2 separate regions of the Mus musculus genome follow, and region 2 is linked to region 1. Evidence: chromatin contacts called from public Hi-C data. All regions are on one chromosome and are shown on one strand. Each heading gives the region's core, a stretch centred on a gene start, on an enhancer-like site or on the middle of the called end of the contact. The rest is flanking DNA. Distances are from core to core; before and after follow the strand shown.

Region 1 (2,700 bases), core at 160-2,659:
CTCTTCCTCCGCTGCCCCTGCCCCTTTCATCCCTCGCTGGAGATCTGTTGCCCTGACACACTCGCTGCCTTAAAGAAATTATTTCATCATTTGGCCCAGTGGGAGAAGAGTTCCAGAAAATGGCTACCTTCCCCAGGGAGTGACTTATAGTTCTCAAGATTGAGACACCTTCCTCTCCAACCAAACTGAGAAGATTAGAGAGGGGGAGATGGGTCTCAGGATGTCTTGATGGCTGGCATGGCACTGCCCTTGACTAGTAGGGAGAAGCTGCCAACGCCACCAGCAGGCTGCAGGGTATACCTAAGGGCCAGGTGTGACAGCAAGGCCTGACCTTCTACCAGGAGCCACCACCACCTCCCATCTTCCACAGGAATCGGTCGGTTCCACAGTCCTGAGAGCTGTCAGTCAGGGGACAACAGAGCTTTCCCTGACTTGAAAAATCACAGCATGCAGCTAAGCCACGGTGTGGCCATTCGGCCTGCCTGGCCTTAGAGGCCAGTAACTTCAATTTATTTGTGTCTGGGGCCTTAAGGAACCTCAGCTGTCATCCTTCCCTTAGTTTATTACCAAATTTCTAAAATATTACATTCTTTATTATATCCAAATTCACTTTATTGCACTTGACAATACAGATAATCACATACCATATGGTCTAATGTTTTCAAACCAATGCATGTTGACAGCAGTTTTTATTCATGATGCATAATTCCATCCCGAGCACACAATGAGGCATCTGAGTACCCAGCCTGGTGGTAAGACTTATGCCTAATAACAGATTAACAACATGCGCGGTTCCCAGACACCGGCCCCTCCCCTGCCATTCTCTACTTACAAAGGGAATGATGATATACCTGAGCTGAAGAGGCGGGCTTATGGGAGGAGGGGGAGAGAGAAAAGGGAGGGAAGGGAAAGAGGCAGCCATACCCACCCACCATTCCCAGAGGGTTTCTAATGAGTTGTTATTGTTCCATGCTTATGAAACTTGATATTAAAAAGAGGACTTGGTCTGGTGCCAACTAAACACAGCAGCCCACGCTGCTGGCCCCTGAAAACTCACAGCACGATATGCCCAAAGCTCTCATTAGGGGTCTATCTTGTTTTGACTCTTGTCTTGCTACAAGCAAATCTTCGTTACTCCTCTACCTTGGTGAGGCCCTCTCTCTCACCTCCCCTGGGCATCCCTTCTGTTCTCCAATCAGCCCCGAGCTTTCTGGTAAAATGAACACAGTTGAGGATGGCACCCAATCCTGGCCTTTCGGCAGCTCTCCCACAGAAAGGCCAGGCTGCCACATCCAATTCAGAGGCTCCCTCGGTGGCATCCTGGCGCTGGGAGTGATGGGAGCGAGGAGAGGATAACGCATCAATGATCCTCCGGCTTTGCGGAGGTGCCCTGAACAAACAATGCCATTTCACGCGTCCCCTAACTAAGCGCTTTCGTTTGCTTCAGAGAAGCACTCAAACAACTGTAAACCCATTAGGTCATGTCAAACGTGGTGAGAAAGAACTCAGGGCTGTCACCAGCAGCGAATCAACTCAGATTTATAGATTTGCAAAGCTTTAATATATAGATATTCATCTCTACACCCCCACCCCGACGATGGATGTGGGGACCCCAAGTGGGGCTGTAAGAACAGCAGCCCACAGTTCAGTGGCAGACAGACTGGAGTTGTGCAATTAGTCTCCCAGATAATGGGATTTCTGGACAGGGGAGCAGAGATGCTACAAGGAAAGCCAGGGCTTCACTTTGCCCAACACTTGGCTGTTTTTTTTTTTTTTTTTTTTTTTTTTTGAAGGTAGAAAAGAAACCACCAAGAGGCCCTGGAGGATCCAGGCACCTGCAGGGGACAGAAGCCCCACAGGACCAAGATGAGGCTGGTGCTAAGGATGCAGACTCACTGATGGTGAAGGAGGGCCGAAGGCTGCTCACCCTATGTCCAGATGTGATTCTGAGCAGTTTAGGCTTTAACTCTTTCACAAGAAAAATCCAACTCTCCTTCTGGGCTTACACTCTGACTATTTTTTTCTTTCTTTCTTTTCTTTTTTTTTTTTTTTTCTAGACAGGGTTTCTCTGTGTAGCCCTGGCTGTCCTGGAACTCACTCTGTAGACCAGGCTGGCCTCGAATTCAGAAATCCGCCTGCCTCTGCCTCCCAAAAGCTGGGATTAAAGGCGTCTGCCACCCCTGCCCGGCACACTCTGACTCTTAGGTACGTGTTCTCTCTTTCATTTTCTGTCTTTTTTCTTTTCTTTTTTTTTTAACAAGAGCACAAATCTACTTTTATTTATTTACTCTCCATTAGTTTAAATCTGGGATGGGTACAGCATCACAAGGATTCTGTGTCCAATGGCCTCTGCAGGAAGGTTGCTTCGGAATTTGGTGCCAACTGTACCACTGCTTCCGTGGGCCCGAGGTATTTTTCCCCAGATCGCTCTGGTTTTGTTTGGTTTGCCTGCAGGAGCCACTGTATTGTTTTTTGTTTTTTTTGCTTTCTATACACTTAAGCACATCTCTTGCCCAAGTAGTACTCAGTTTCATCTCGGGCATAAACGCCTCCAATTTTTGTTTGTTTGTTTGTTTGTTTGTTTTTTTCGAGACAGGGTTTCTCTGTATAGCCCTGGCTGTCCTGGAGCTCACTTTGTAGACCAGGCTGGCCTTGAACTCAGAAATCTGCCTGCCTCTGCCTCCCGAGTGCTGGGATTAA
Region 2 (2,832 bases), core at 149-2,648, 58 kb after region 1:
TGGGCATGAGCTGTCGGAGGCGAAGCAGTTGGATCCAGCAGGCTGACAGCTGTCACATGGAAATGGCATCTGGCCTAACGGCCTCTCGTGTGACGTTCCTTCGAGTGGCGGCTGTTGTGCTCTGGTAATCCAGTACCCACTTTTAGGGCTGGTTGCTGAGTGTGTGTGTGTGTGTGTGTGTGTGTGTGTGTGTGTGTGTGTGTGTGTGTACATGTGAGCATGCATGCATGCATGCATGCATGCAAGTGGGCTCTGGAGGAGGGGAGTGGCAGGCAGGCTACTCAATGTTCCTTCCTCTCTGTCTCTAACCTCTCCCTATCAGGCCTCACCTACCGTGAAAAAGGCCCAAACCTGCCAGCTCCAGAGGAGAGAGGCCGTCATTAGGGGAGCGTTGATGTGCCGTAACAGACTCTTGCATTCCCATTAAACAAATACTAAACTGCTAATTGCCAAAATGGATCTGCACGACTCTGACCGAACAGGGGAAGGGTTTATAATTACCAAGTGTGAAAATGCACAGCCTGTAAATAAGAACCTCATCTGTCCTAATACAGGCTGATATTGATGGGCATGAAATAAACATCAGGACCAAATGGAAAACTCATCCACATCTCCTGTGGCCAATGCAATCTCAGCCGGTGACAAGCGTGGCTGCAGCTATCCACTTGGGGAAGGGAAAAGGGGGGAGGAGCGGCGTTTCTCAGGCTGGAGAAGTCCAGGTTCCAATCTGCAGTGCCAATCCCTCGGGCCATGTGCCACTTCTTTCTGCCTGCAGAACAGGGAGGAAAGCTACACGGCTCGATGGTGGGACCAGGGCCTGTCTGCATCGGAAAGGGACTTCTATGCGCGGAAGCCTCCCACTAGTCTGCACAGGACAGGAAGAGGCAGATGAGGAAACAGGGAGATGACAGCTTAGCCAAGGTGGCCAAATTCGTCACTAAACCAGTGTTTATTGAGGTTCCTCTGTCTGCCCAATACGAAGTTAGCTGAGGAGCATAAATGGAAGGAACTAGGGGCCAGGATGACTCTGAGATCTCGGGATCTCTCAGTGCCTTCCTTTCTGTGGGCTGGATGGAAGGCAGGCTCCCGCATTAGAATTTAACAGCCATGCACTTGCCTTGATTACAGGGAGCAAAGGAGAATATTGCCAGAGGCTCTAAGAGGGCCTCCTGACACTCTACCAGCTTGCTATTCTGATAAATTCAGCTAGATCTTGGGAGGAGTGTATACCTGAGAGATGGGAGGAACCTTCATCACTTTATATAGTCTTAGGGGTCACAGAGGTGACCCAGGGGTTGGACTCCACTCCAGTGTGATCATCCTCTCTCCTAGGAACATCTGCATCCTTCCCTGCTCTCAAGAGTCAGAGCACTTCTCCCCTCCTCCCGGGATGAGCTGCTAGGTCTGACCTCAGCAGTAGAAGCACTTAAATGCCCAAAATAGAAACTTCCTCTGCGCTGCAGCCCAGTTTTTGGCAGGAGGCAGAATTCTGTGAACTGTGTGGCTCCAGGTACCTGAGCGACTGCTCATCCCCAAATCCTCTATGGGTCTTAATGGAACTTGGCTCTAGCTTCCTGTCCCTTGGGCTACCTAACAGCCAATCACCCTGGCATCTAGCCCCAAAGTCACCTCGGAGTCCCGGGTCAACAATCCCATGGTTTACTCAGTTCTAATGCTGTCCCCTTGTCTAAAATAAGCAAAATGAAGGCAGTGCTGAATGTCTATCTTTAAAGACATTCTACATCATCACTTTAAAATTCCCCAAACATCTTCAAATAATGGCTACCACAATGTTGCTGAGAACAAAGTTCAAACGTAGCTAAGACTAACTAAGGGTCCAATCACTTGGTAAAGTGACTTCCTGTTCAGAGAAGGTCACAACTTCTCTAAGGCAGACAGGAACAAGAAGAGAGGACTCCAGGTCACTCCTCACTTTCCAGAGGAACAAACCAGTGCTCAGTGATTTTGTGGCTAATAGTGACAGGAACCTAACATGGCCTTATAGGTCTGGAGTTCAAATCTTTCTCCACCACCCCGACCTGTGCATTTTTGGGGGAAGGCTCTGCAGGACAAAAGAGAACAATGATCATTGTTCCTCTTCTCCTCTGCATCGAGAAGTAGACATTATTGACGTAGCATCCAAAAAAGCATTTGGCCAGGGGCCTATTACTAAAATTACGCATTCTAGTACCAGCACCCACGGACGTTCACAACTATCTTTTAGGGTTAGAGATGTGTCGTGGACTAAGAGATTTTGTATTGATTACCACCACAGTCCAATCTAGAGAAGTCAGTATGGATGAGTGGCATTTAACTATGCAAGCTCACCTGGCTTTGTGAACTATTCTCTAAGTAAATACACTGTGATGTAAATACACTGTGTTTCAGAAGCTCTGAGGGAGTGGGGGTGGGGCAAGGTGGGTGACACTGGTGGCACATTCTACAGTGGAATGCTCCTCCATATAAAAAGAAACACATGAGCCACCAAACGCCCTAGCTTTCATGGATTCCCTTGGAGAAAACTATGCTGATGAGAAAAAAAATATCCAAGGTTGGATGGTTCTATTTCTATAACAGAATGACAAAATTAATGCAATGGAGCATAGCTCAGATCTGCATTAGGGGTGAGCTTGGTGTCTATTAAGAAACCAGGTGGTTTCTGGTGGACTCAGTGGGACAGTTCTGAGTATGATGATGATGATGGCCATTAGAATAAGCAGATAACCACTTTTTCTTTTCTTTCCCCTTTTTATTTTTCTGTTTTCTTGAGACAGGGTTGTGAGGAAATGAGTGGAGGGCACTCCAGGGCACTTTGATACATATACACACACA

Evidence for each region. Hi-C and Micro-C count contacts between places; a contact is called where the count stands out from the background.
Region 2: a contact with region 1 is called in a Hi-C map of olfactory sensory neurons, with 1.6 times the contacts expected there. The contact joins two enhancer-like sites. A contact is called at or near these places in 11 of 484 Hi-C or Micro-C datasets (8-cell embryo, the HL-1 cell line, Sertoli cells and 8 more) and 3 of 115 datasets of contacts at active chromatin or transcription factors (T-cell acute lymphoblastic leukemia, astrocytes and double positive thymocytes).

Annotation. Positions count from the first base shown.
Region 1 is chr11:88,430,687-88,433,386 of GRCm38.p6, forward strand. The region is part of intron 7 of Msi2 (musashi RNA-binding protein 2); the gene reads right to left. It also overlaps the pseudogene Gm11510. Among named protein-coding and RNA genes, the nearest start is that of Mir378b, 79 kb to the left of the region's middle. Within about 2 kb of position 1,410, at least 10 of the 459 cell types and tissues checked have an H3K27ac peak or open chromatin away from gene starts, as enhancers often do. A contact at or near this core is called in olfactory sensory neurons, where this site is marked.
Region 2 is chr11:88,488,748-88,491,579 of GRCm38.p6, forward strand. All of the region lies in intron 6 of Msi2 (musashi RNA-binding protein 2), which reads right to left. Among named protein-coding and RNA genes, the nearest start is that of 0610039H22Rik, 130 kb to the right of the region's middle. Within about 2 kb of position 1,399, at least 15 of the 459 cell types and tissues checked have an H3K27ac peak or open chromatin away from gene starts, as enhancers often do. A contact at or near this core is called in olfactory sensory neurons, where this site is marked.